Regions from separate parts of the Mus musculus genome. Here regions 2, 3 and 4 are each linked to region 1. A link is a contact called in public HiChIP or PLAC-seq and promoter capture Hi-C data. All regions are on one chromosome and are shown on one strand. Each heading gives the region's core, a stretch centred on a gene start, on an enhancer-like site or on the middle of the called end of the contact. The rest is flanking DNA. Distances are from core to core; before and after follow the strand shown. Region 1 holds the start of Faap100 (Fanconi anemia core complex associated protein 100). Region 2 holds the start of Baiap2 (brain-specific angiogenesis inhibitor 1-associated protein 2). Region 3 holds the start of Rfng (RFNG O-fucosylpeptide 3-beta-N-acetylglucosaminyltransferase). Region 4 holds the start of Pycr1 (pyrroline-5-carboxylate reductase 1).

Region 1 (2,653 bases), core at 52-2,551:
GGGCATAGTGGTCTGTGCCTTTATTCCCAGTACTCTGGAAGCACAGACAGGCTACAACTATAAAGCCTAAGAAATAAATATTTGGGGCTGGGGGGTGTCCAGTTCCAGACAGAGCTTTTTGTTTTTTGTTTTGTTTTGTTTTCATAAGCGTTGCTGTTGTAGAACTAGCTTTGTAGACCAGCCTGGCCTTGAACTCAGATCCACCTGCCTCTGCCTCCTGAGTGCTGGGATTAAAGGTGTATACCACCACACAGCTTTTATTTATTTAATCGTATGCTTTTGTACACATAAATACCTTAGTAAAAGATGTAGGAGCCCCTGGAGCTGTTGGGGGTTGTGAGCTTCCCTATGTGGATGCTGGGAATCAAACTTGGGTCTTCTGCAAGTACAGCGTGTGCTCTTACGGCTGAGCCGTCTCTCCAGCCCCAGGATGTTGTTCTGACATCTACACTAGGGTTACACTATGCTCTCTAAGTTCACAGGACGTTTTGTGCCTGGTTGTGACCCCACACACCTTTGTAGATTTGTCCGCTGTAATTTTCAGATGAACGTTCTTTTAAGAGTCAAGGTTGCCTGCGCTGGCTCCGAACTCAAGTATTCCTGCCTTCAGCCCTCCGAGTAGCTGCCACTTCAGAAGCATAGGCAGTGGTGTCTAGTTTCTGATGAGTGCTCTGGAAGAGTAGTATTTCATCTTGTACTTGGAGCCTCATTCCAGGGTAGGATTCTCCGCCTGCTCCCTCAGGGAGCCCCAAGAAGAGCTGTCATTGAAGAAAATGTGGTTTCCCTTAGACCCAGCTCATTAGGGTTTTCAGCATCCTCTGCTGTAGAATCACATCCTGCCGCGTTCATGAGTGGAGCAAAGGCTCTTCTGGATGGCTGGCCTGAAGCACCTTTTTCCCTATCAAGGGACTGAATGGTGTGCTGTGCCACCCTACTCCTGAAACCCCGTGCTATACGGGTGGTGCTCTCAAGTGCTGTCACAAAACGGTGCCAGGGCAAGTGCTGCATACAAGCCTTGCACCAGAGCAACCTCTGCTCAACAGGTAGGTGATCCGAGGCAAGGGCCCTGACGCGGGCCCCAGTGAACTTGCAGGACTGCATTATTTGGCTACCCTCTGGCTTTGTGCCTCCCGTTGTGGCTCTTTGCTAAGCCACGGTGTTTGGGGGCGTTCCCGCCCTCTAGCGGACCGTAGAGCAACTGTCCCCGCCCCTGCAGCAGGCTCCGGCCACGCCTCCGCAGCGGCCGCTTTACGGCGGAGGCCGCGCCGCGCCGTGGGCGGCCGTAAAGCCTGGAGGCGGCACCGCCCCTCCGGGCTGAGCTCTGGCCCGGCGCCCGCAGGATGGCGGGCGCTTCCTCGCGCGTGCACTACCTGTCGGACTTCTGCTGCCCGCTCGGAGGCCGAGCGGCGGGGAAGCCGTTTGTGCTGCGGCATGAGGCTGAGGTCTTTCTGTCCACCGGACGCGAGTTCGTCTATGTGTATGACCAGGAGGGCGGGCTGCTGACGGTGAGCGGAGGGCGGGAGGGCGGGCGGGCGGCGCCGTTCCGAGGTGAGCCGGGGCCGCGTGTGCCCTCGCCTGACCTCGCTCTCCTGGCGCCCAGGCGGTGTACCAGTTTCCCGACCAGGTATGGCACCTGCAGCTCCTGGCCATCCGCAGGGCACTCTACGTCCTGTGTGCCCGGACTGGCATCTACTGCCTGTCGTTGGACTCGCTGGACAGGTGAGGGGGCGTGGCCCCACGCGGCCGGCCAGTGACAAGTCGGGTCCCCAGGGAGGCCGGCTTTCATGTCCTCCTAGTTGTGAGAGGTTTGTCCCAGTAGTAGTCCCTTTGACGGCCACTGACAACACACTGGGGTAGGAAGCAGAGGACTGCGGTCTAGGCCGCCCATTCCCGCTCTCTAGTACCTGTGCATATGCAGGCGTGGCAGTTGTGTCTGCTTTTGTGAAGTTCTTAGCTGTTGAGGCTCAGGTAGTGAAGTCTGCAACCAGGAGCACCGCTATCACTGCCCTCCGGTGCCTGGCAAGACCTCTTGGAAGTGGGTCTCAGAAGACGGTGTCTCTGGCAAGCAGTGAGTGGCAAAAGCTCGTGTCCCTTGGCTTGTGCTGGAAGAACTCACCGTGCACAGCCCAGGCAGCCTTGGGAATAGTTCCCAAGCTGCCTCGATCTGCAGAGCTATGTTTCTGGCTGATCCTGTGTCAAGCGTGTGTGTGTGTGTGTGTGTGTGTGTGTGTGTGAGAGAGAGAGAGAGAGAGAGAGAGAGAGACCTACCTGCTGAATGGCCTGTGATGTCTCCTGCCTAGCCTACTCAGAGCAAGTCAGGTTACTGCTGAGCACGGTGTGAGTCTACCCCACCCAATACTGACTATGCTTCCATTGTTCCTGAAGGTCTGGGAGCCAGGCCTGTGAGGACAAAGAGGAAGCGGCTCCCCCCTACCCTGTGATCCATGTGGACCCGGATGCGTGTGTCCTCCCTGACGCTGCCCTCTGTGCCTTCACCGTGCTGGATGATATGCTGGTCACCCTGGCACAGGGCCCCACCCAGTGGAAGATGCAGCTGTTTGAGCGTCCCTGTGCAGGGGAGGAGCCTCTGCCCAGAGGCCAGATTGGTGAGGTGGAGTTGTCCACTTGCACCCCACCAGGTGGGGTGCCAGAG
Region 2 (2,653 bases), core at 91-2,590, 440 kb after region 1:
AAGTATAATCTGCCCCCGGGACTCCAGCTGAAACCTAAGCAGCCACCCTGGAGGCTTCCATCTGCTGTAGGCAACAGAGCAAGCACAGCTATGAGGGTTTCACAGGCCATTGCCTAGAAAGGCACAACCATGGTTGGTTCATACAATCAGAAACTGTTGCTCTCGAGCAGAGCACAATCCCATTTAGCCATGAACCAGCAACTCCATGTGAAAACCTAGTGGCTGGTGGAAAGCCTTTCACTCACCCTTAAGACAGTTTTGAAATAAAGCACAGCTTTGTAAAGAGGACTGCCATGCACAGGGCAGGGCAGGAATTTCTCTCTTGAAAAAAAAAATGTCACTGAGAACTGCAGCGGACCTGATGCCATCAGGGAGCCCCAGGCTGTGCTGTTGAGGGTAAGGGGCCAGGGCTGTGAGAACCCATGGTGAAGAAATAGGAAATGGCCCGTCCATCTGTACCCAAAGCATGGACATAACATGACACCAGGGGGCTTGCACAAGGCTCTGCAGTTCTTCCATGAGAAACTGTCATTTCACAGATTAGTATGTGAATGCGAGACTCTTAACACATATCAGAAGCAAAAGCAGGCGCGTCAGCCTCCTACACAATTAGTCTTCTCCCTCTGCGGTTACATAAGATGATGGATTATCTGTCCACCCATCCAACCTGTCCGAGCTCGACCTCCCACTTTGGGCCACGTCCATTAACACTCGTAAAGGAGTTGTGGAAAGGGAAAGCCTGTTGAAGAGAAAGTGCCCAGAGGCTGGCATAACAGCACCTAGAAGAGCCCCACGGTGCCACCGCGCCAAGCAAGCGCAGGGCGACCGCCCGCAGCAGCCTGCAACCTCCACGCCGCCCCCGCTCCTTGTTCCCCTCACTCTGGGATGCAGCGGACCAGGCCAGATCGCAGAGCAGCCCAGGCCCTGAACATCTCGGTCCCTCCGGACGCCAGGACAGACAGGCGTACTGAGGGAGCGCGCGGGGGCTGAGCGGCGCCGTCGGGGTGGGGGCGTCCACTCGTGCTCGGGGACGGCGCGGGCCGCGGCGGGCGTAAGGACCCTGGGCGGGCGCGGCCACCTGTGACCAACGGAAGATCGGTCCACCACACCCGCAGTCCGGGAGCCGGTGCCCTGCTCGGGCCTGAAGACCTAGGGGCGACTCGGAGCCGCGCTGGAAACTCACCTTGTAGACATTTTCCGTGAGCCGGTGCATCTCCTCCGAGCGTGAAAGCGACATGGTCCTGGGTCCCGGCTACACCACAGACCAGAGCAGGGGCACGGGTGGCGGTGAGGAAAGCGACAACTGCAGCAACAGGAAAAGGCGCGCAGACCAGGACCACAGAGCGCGGCGCCCGGCGGCCGCTGCTTTTATAGCCGCTGAAGGCCCCACCCCACAAAAACCCCGCCTCCGGGCCCCGCCCCCGCCGCGCCCGGATCACCGCCCCCGGCTGTCCGCCCCCGCCCAGCCTAGCCGCTGCTAGGCAACCGCCAGGCCCGCTCCTGCGCCGTCTTTTCTATTGGTAGATTTCGGAGGCGGGGGCGAAGGGCGGAGCTAGAGGAGGGACTCGGAGGCCGGCTCCGAGCGGCAATTGGTCGGCCGCTGGGAGGCGGAGGCGCGGCGCGCTGAGGCCCTGGAGCTGCCTGAGGGGGTCGGAGCGACAGCCGGGCTGGGGGCGGAAAGCGGGGGCGGGGTGGCGCAGGAAGAGCTAGCGCGGGGTGTGGGCGGTGCGGGTGGCACCGGCGCGAGCGCGCGTGGAGGCGGCACTCGGGAGGCAGCGATCCGAGCTGCAGGCCCTCAAGGGTCCCTCAGGAGTGCGCGACAGGGGCCGGTGGCTCCCGCGCTATTGCAGGTGAGTCGGCGAGGCGTGCGTCGACCCTGGACGGTCTTCCGGAAGGGAGGAAACCCGGAGCCGGAGTAGGTGGAGACGGAGGAAGGTGCTGAACTCTAGCGGGAGAACCCTGAGCCCTGGAGGCAGGATCGGGACAGGGTGGGCCCTGGGGCGGGTGCTTGTGGTGGACTGGTGCTGAACGGAGGGTGGCGGCCGACAGTTGGGTCTAGAATTCCGGGAAGAGGACCCAAGAGAGGAGCGAGGGAGACGTGGAGCGAGTTCCATGGGGTGGTTCGGAAGGGAATTGGGGCGGGGGCGGGAGTTGGGTGGATAGCTCCGGGGGAGGAGCCTCTCAGCACAGCTTGGAATTGCCCAGTAGCTGATGGTTTAAGGAAGGGTAAGGCTTGGCTGAGAAAACTGACCAGGTTGGCACACGGGGTTCCAACGCGGTTCCCTTTGAAGAAATATTTACATCAATTAGACGAACAGAGAGGAATTATTTGCTTTACATTGTAAAACACCAGAGCTGAATGTTTCCTTTTAATTAAACATAACACTCCAGCATCCATTTCCTGGACAGCTGGTTACACCACTCCAACAACCCAGAGGACACAAATCCAAGGCGCGGCTGTCAAGCCTCAGCAGGGGACTCAGACGGCCCCTATTCACTTTGCTACATGTGTAAGGAGAAGGAATTCAGCCCACTGTCCTCTGTTTCCTTGTCGTCTATGTACATCTCTGTGTACATCTCTGTGTATCTGTCTTTTCTTGGGTTCTTCTTGTGACAGAAAGCCAGCTTAAACTAACTGGCTGTCAAATAAGGA
Region 3 (2,653 bases), core at 94-2,593, 410 kb before region 1:
CAGGTTCAAGCTCTGCCCCGGGAAATGGAAACTCAACAAGTGATGGATGCTGGGGTAAGAAAAGGGTAAGTGTCAGCGGCAAATACAGCTTTGCTTCACACTGACCCAATGGGGCTGTGCCCTATGGAGAAGCAGGTGCAGGGTCTTAGCACTACCTGAGAACCCAACACAGGTGGGCAAATGAAAACCCAGTTTCCTGGCTTAGAGGGATGTGTCTAAAGTAGTTGCTAAAAAGCATCAGCTGTCCTAGGATATACACCATAGCGGGAGTCTGAGTTGGACCCCTCAACATGTCCAAGTCACCAGGAGTCCCCCGCCACGTGGGATTCATACCAGGGTGGGATTCTCCACCACATAGTTGACATCAGGTGCGTTCTGCGGATCTTCCTGCGGATCGACATCAATCTGCATGGGTTCCACGGCCCCCTGCAATACACGAAGAGCAGCTTGACACAGGGCACCAGGGACAGCAGAGGATGTTCCTGTCCCCCACGGTCGCTTCTGCCCTCGATTTTCCAAGGCAGAACTGCACTGGGCCCCCACAGGTGCTGGCAGCCAAGCGCCCTCAGCTCTCCCACCCAGGTCCTGCGCACAACTCTTGAGACTGACTGCGGGAACCATCAAGCGTTCCGGGCCGCCATCCCGACCCATCTCCCTCCAGGCCACAGAGATCCAAACAGATTGTCACCCTATTTTCATCAATCCAAAGAGCCAGAGCAGACTGGCCACGCCGCGGAAGGGGTCGGCGCATCCCGGACTCCAGGGCCCAGGGCCTCAAGCGCCGTCGGGAGAGCCGCTCCCGGGCGGGCGCGCAGCCGTACCTCGGAAAGCAACGTGCAGGCCGACAGGCTGGCGCTCAGGCTGTAGTCGCCCGCCGTGCCGGGCCGCAAGTCGGACCTGCTGTGCGCAGGGCTGCGGCTCAGGTCGGAGGCCGACGACGAGGCCGAGCTGGGCGCCGGGCTGCCCCGCATGTTGGCCTGACGCGCCTCTCTGCGAGGCCGGCACCGCACGGAAAGCGTTGGCGCGCGAGGCGGGGGCGGGGCGGGGGCCGGGGCCCAGGGCGGCCCGCGAGGCAGGCGACGCTCGCGCGCCCAGGCCAGAGCCGCCGGCCCCGCCCCGCCCCGCCCTGCCTGCCGCCGGCCCCGCCCACCAGGCCCGCTCCGGACCGAACGGCCACGCGGCGAGCGCAGCCACCAAGCCCTACCTGCAAGTTAAACACCTGAACCGGCAGCGGCATCTTCCACCCCCGGCGCCGCGGCGACGTTCGCTTCCGGGGCGGCGCGTCCGTCAGTTCCGGGTCAGGGCTTGGGGCGGGGTGCTGTCACTCTTAAAGGGGCCGCCGCGGTCGCAGGCGGGCGCCCAGCGCCCGGGCCGGGGCGATCGCATGAGCCGTGCGCGGCGGGTGTTGTGCCGGGCCTGCCTCGCGCTGGCCGCGGTCCTGGCTGTGTTGCTGCTACTGCCGCTGCCGCTACCGCTGCCGCTGCCTCGCGCGCCCGCACCGGACCCCGATCGGGTCCCGACCCGGAGCCTGACCCTCGAGGGAGACCGCCTGCAACCCGACGACGTCTTCATTGCAGTCAAGACCACTCGGAAGAACCACGGCCCGCGCCTGCGGCTGCTGCTGCGTACCTGGATCTCACGAGCCCCACGGCAGGTGCGCGTCCCGTCCCCCGCCGCGCAGGGTCCTGGATTCCAGGCTGGCGCCCCTGGTCCCCGGGCTCTGCACCGACTCCCCGACCCACTCACGGCGTTTTCTCCCACAGACGTTCATTTTCACCGATGGAGACGACCCTGAGCTCCAGATGCTGGCAGGTGAGATGCTCCCCTGGCCTGAGTTGTAGCTACCAGGGCCATTCATTCCTGCGTCGGGCACTTGCCTACTGTCACACAGCTAGTGGAGGGCAGAGCCAGGACACCCATCCACCCTAACCCTAACCCAGATCCCCACCCTGCCCCCAGTTCCCGACAGGGTGCCACGCATGGCTAATGTCACCCAGATTCCCCGAGGAAGGCTCAGCCTGCCAAGTCTTGTCCTGTCCCACCTGTGCTGTTCTAAGCAACTGTCATCTGCTTCAGAATGAGGGCTGTGCTCAGTGGCTGGACAGGCCTAAACCTGAGGAGGCAAGCTAGAAGTCAACACTCACCACTCACGTATATTCCCGTATGTCCCGTGCAGGCGGCCGCATGATCAACACCAATTGCTCTGCTGTGCGCACCCGCCAAGCACTGTGCTGCAAAATGTCGGTGGAATATGATAAGTTCCTAGAATCTGGACGAAAGTAAGTAACCTCACCTGTCAGAGAACCAGGACTGAACGATGTGGAGGCTCCCACCCAAACTGGGGGGGGGGGGGCCTCAGTGCATAGACCTCTCCCTCCACCTTCAGATGGTTCTGCCACGTGGATGATGACAACTACGTGAACCCCAAAAGCCTGCTGCACCTGCTTTCCACCTTCTCTTCCAACCAGGACATCTACCTGGGGCGACCTAGCCTGGACCACCCCATCGAAGCCACAGAGAGGGTCCAAGGCGGTGGCACCGTGAGTGCTGGGCTAACATGCTCCTCCCTGGGGCTGACCCAAGGAGCACTGAAGAGTGAGAAAACCCTAAGGCAGGCATGGGCCAACTACCCTGGCTTCCATGGAACGGGCCA
Region 4 (2,653 bases), core at 96-2,595, 270 kb before region 1:
CTGATGTATTATACCTCACCGAGTTTTGACTGATTTTTTTGAGGGGTGTCCCTTTTATTCTGTTACCAGCCAAAACTCTGAACTCTAGCATGTTCGCTAAGTCCCCAGCATCCTCACTGTTCAGTAGCTTTCTGCCCTCAGCATCACATCCAACCTAAATTTCAGAGGTGCTAGAGAAGGCAGGGGAAGTGAGAGCTAAGACTCAAGAAGAAAATGGGAGAAGGTTTCTGGGGCTCCCTAGATGACAGAACTGTCTTTCTTTGTTTTAGGAGTGATGTTTATTATCACTTGGAGAAAAGCATACATTTAAAAAATTTAGTTTATTTTAAGTGTTTTGCTTGCATGTACGCATGCTCACCTTTGCATACCTGGTGACTGAGGGGTTCAGAGGCAGTGTTAGATCCCTAGAGAGGAATTCTGGATAGTTAGCTGCCATGTGGGTACTGGGAACAGATTCCAGGGCCTCTGCAAGAATAACATGCTCTTAAGCACTGAGGATTCTCTCTAGTCCTGGGAAGCATCTCAAGTTGGGAGCTGAGTTTGGGAAACTGAACTTCTAGGCTTTGTGCATAGACTTGAGCTGTCAACTTGGCACAGCTCTTCTTCTCCAGCTCTTCTCTTTTTAGAGGTTGAGTATTGAACTAGCCATCCACACAGTGAACACTATCACCACAGAGCAGTCTCCTCGTTTGGGTGGTGGTCATTAGGGCCAAGAAGAAGGGATGGAAATTCCTTCCCCAAATCTTGCAGGCTGGAAACTTCCTAGTGATTTAAAATTTACTTTTCTAAAGCAACTTGTCTTTATCTAAGGAAACAAACAAAACAGAAAAAAAAAAAAATAAGCAAGCCACCTCTAAGGGAGTTGGGGAGTGGGGTGAGGTGGGAAGGTGAGGGGTAGGCACTGGAATCAAATGTACTTTAGCAGAGTGTGAACTCAGACTGCTCTGCAGCTTCAAGACCAGCAGATGGGCCTGAAACTCCTCTAAGAGGTTGCGGATGCCCAGAGTACAATATCTCTAAAACCCTTAGTTGGAGAGCTGAGGTACTGTAGGATGGAGGTGGTTTGGGAAGTTAACGGGCCTGTGGCTGCAGAAGGTACCTAGCTTTCAAAAACAAAAACAACACTTGCAAAAAGACAACAGAGGAGGGACCCGTGGCTTTTGTGAATACTGACTTGTATTCGCAACTACTGCTCACCTCAGGGAGGGAGCAAGGAGGAGCGTCTGTCCCTGCCCTGTGTATGATGCAATGCACAAGGCTCCAGCTGCAGCTCTGGATTGGCTAGCTCTCTCACAGGGCGCACAGCTCATTGGCTGAAATGAAGTGAGGGCGGGGCCGGTGGGCGCGGGTGCCGCGTGGCGAATGCAAGAAGGGCTGGGCTGTCTGTTGTGTGTGTACCCGAATATCCACGCTGTGGGTAGCGGGACTTGGGGCTTCGGGGATGGAACTCCTGGAATGAAGGCTTAGGGGCTGGGGCTTCTGGGAAATAAGCTGGAGACTTGGATGTTGAGGGTTCGCTGGATTCCTGACCCTCCCCTTCAATCAATCTCTTTCCTTTTGGCTCCCTGAGCCCTTTGCAGAAGGCTCAGAACCTTCAGCTGCAGACCAGGCATCCTGGCTCTGGGCGGCGGGTGGTAGTGGTACGGGGTGTCGGGGTACCTGGGACAACTTCCCAACCCGGCCAGCCGAGGAGCAACATAGAAATTAAGCAGGCTGGGGTGGGGGTTGGGGAGCACCTGGCTGCTAGGAACGGCCAGACTTGGTATTACCCACCCGACGTCTCTCTTTCCGTCCTGTCGGTACAGTTCTCTGCTGCCCTACAGAGCCGGCGTCAGCTGTGAAAGTTGTGGGTCGTGGACCTCCAGACATGAGCGTAGGCTTCATCGGGGCAGGGCAGCTAGCCTTTGCTCTAGCCAAGGGCTTCACAGCTGCAGGTAGTAAATTCTGCTGCTGCCAGGGAGGGTGCTAGCGTGGAGTGTCTGTGTTAGTGGCCTCAGTCCTTTGGGAAATGACAGCTGCCATATGTTTGGGGTTGCTTCCCTAAAGGAGGTGAAGGATGCTTCAGCTGTCTCCCTCATAGGAGCTGAGAGGCTAGAACTAGCTTTGAGGGAGGAATTCTGTCCCCTACAGGTGTTCTGGCTGCACACAAGATAATGGCCAGCTCCCCAGACATGGACCAAGCTACGGTCTCGGCCCTCCGGGTAGGTGCCAGGTGAAAGCAGATTGAAAGCCTGAAGCTCTTTAGAGTTGGGTCTAGGGTTAGTTTTGCTGCACACCTGACTCCAGTAGGAGACACAAATCTGCCATTGGGAACCCGCAGGTACTGCTCCCCTGCCCTGTCGTGAATACAGCTGGTAGGAGAGAGTGCTAGTCTGGAATGGGGTTACCTAGATGGGGGTTATGGAGGCCTCCGGAAGGCCAGGCAGCATGGAGATCAAACAGTTGGCTAGGGTGATGATGATGGATGACACAGTTTCTGTTTGGTATGGCTCAGCCAGGATTTTCAGGCTAAGGATTGGGGGATGGGGGGCCAGGCTCCCAGCTTGAGACCACCACCCACATCTGGAAGGCAGGCAGCTGCAGAGACTGCTGCCCGAGGTGGGCTGGGCTGGGCTGGGCTGTGGTTTAGAAGTCTGTGATGTCCCTTTTCTAC

The links. HiChIP or PLAC-seq counts read pairs in DNA pulled down with a chosen protein or histone mark. Capture Hi-C pulls out chosen DNA fragments and counts their contacts.
Region 2: an HNF4G HiChIP or PLAC-seq map of pancreatic cancer cells shows a contact between it and region 1. The contact joins the promoter of Baiap2 here to the promoter of Faap100 in region 1. A contact is called at or near these places in 4 of 39 promoter capture datasets (cranial neural crest, frontonasal cranial neural crest, liver and 1 more), 1 of 484 Hi-C or Micro-C datasets (embryonic stem cells) and 2 of 115 datasets of contacts at active chromatin or transcription factors (memory CD8 T cells and pancreatic cancer cells).
Region 3: an HNF4G HiChIP or PLAC-seq map of pancreatic cancer cells shows a contact between it and region 1. The contact joins the promoter of Rfng here to the promoter of Faap100 in region 1. A contact is called at or near these places in 9 of 39 promoter capture datasets (the C10 cell line, cranial neural crest, embryonic stem cells and 5 more) and 2 of 115 datasets of contacts at active chromatin or transcription factors (pancreatic cancer cells and stem cell-derived neural progenitor cells).
Region 4: a contact with region 1 is called in a promoter capture Hi-C map of adipose tissue. The contact joins the promoter of Pycr1 here to the promoter of Faap100 in region 1. A contact is called at or near these places in 3 of 39 promoter capture datasets (cranial neural crest, embryonic stem cells and pre-B cells), 1 of 484 Hi-C or Micro-C datasets (embryonic stem cells) and 3 of 9 other capture datasets (adipose tissue, liver and pancreatic islet).

What each region holds. Positions count from the first base shown.
Region 1 is chr11:120,377,394-120,380,046 of GRCm38.p6, reverse strand. Faap100 (Fanconi anemia core complex associated protein 100) reads left to right here and starts at 1,301. Exons shown (of 10, transcript NM_027980.2): 1 at 1,301-1,505; 2 at 1,601-1,719; 3 at 2,386-2,653. The coding sequence starts at 1,341. Nploc4 (NPL4 homolog, ubiquitin recognition factor) reads left to right here. Exons shown (of 17, transcript NM_001195023.1): 17 at 1-249.
Region 2 is chr11:119,941,779-119,944,431 of GRCm38.p6, reverse strand. Baiap2 (brain-specific angiogenesis inhibitor 1-associated protein 2) reads right to left here and starts at 1,340. Exons shown (of 14, transcript NM_130862.4): 1 at 1,184-1,340. The coding sequence starts at 1,237. It overlaps Gm11767 (a long non-coding RNA gene), which reads left to right and starts at 1,338. Exons shown (of 5, transcript XR_001780400.2): 1 at 1,338-1,850.
Region 3 is chr11:120,782,894-120,785,546 of GRCm38.p6, reverse strand. Rfng (RFNG O-fucosylpeptide 3-beta-N-acetylglucosaminyltransferase) reads left to right here and starts at 1,343. Exons shown (of 8, transcript NM_009053.2): 1 at 1,343-1,654; 2 at 1,764-1,812; 3 at 2,177-2,279; 4 at 2,387-2,540. The coding sequence starts at 1,385. Gps1 (G protein pathway suppressor 1) reads right to left here and starts at 1,047. Exons shown (of 14, transcript NM_145370.3): 1 at 822-1,047; 2 at 334-426. The coding sequence starts at 971.
Region 4 is chr11:120,642,440-120,645,092 of GRCm38.p6, reverse strand. It overlaps Pycr1 (pyrroline-5-carboxylate reductase 1), which reads left to right and starts at 1,345. Exons shown (of 8, transcript NM_001348222.2): 1 at 1,345-1,413; 2 at 1,806-1,934; 3 at 2,131-2,201. The coding sequence starts at 1,868.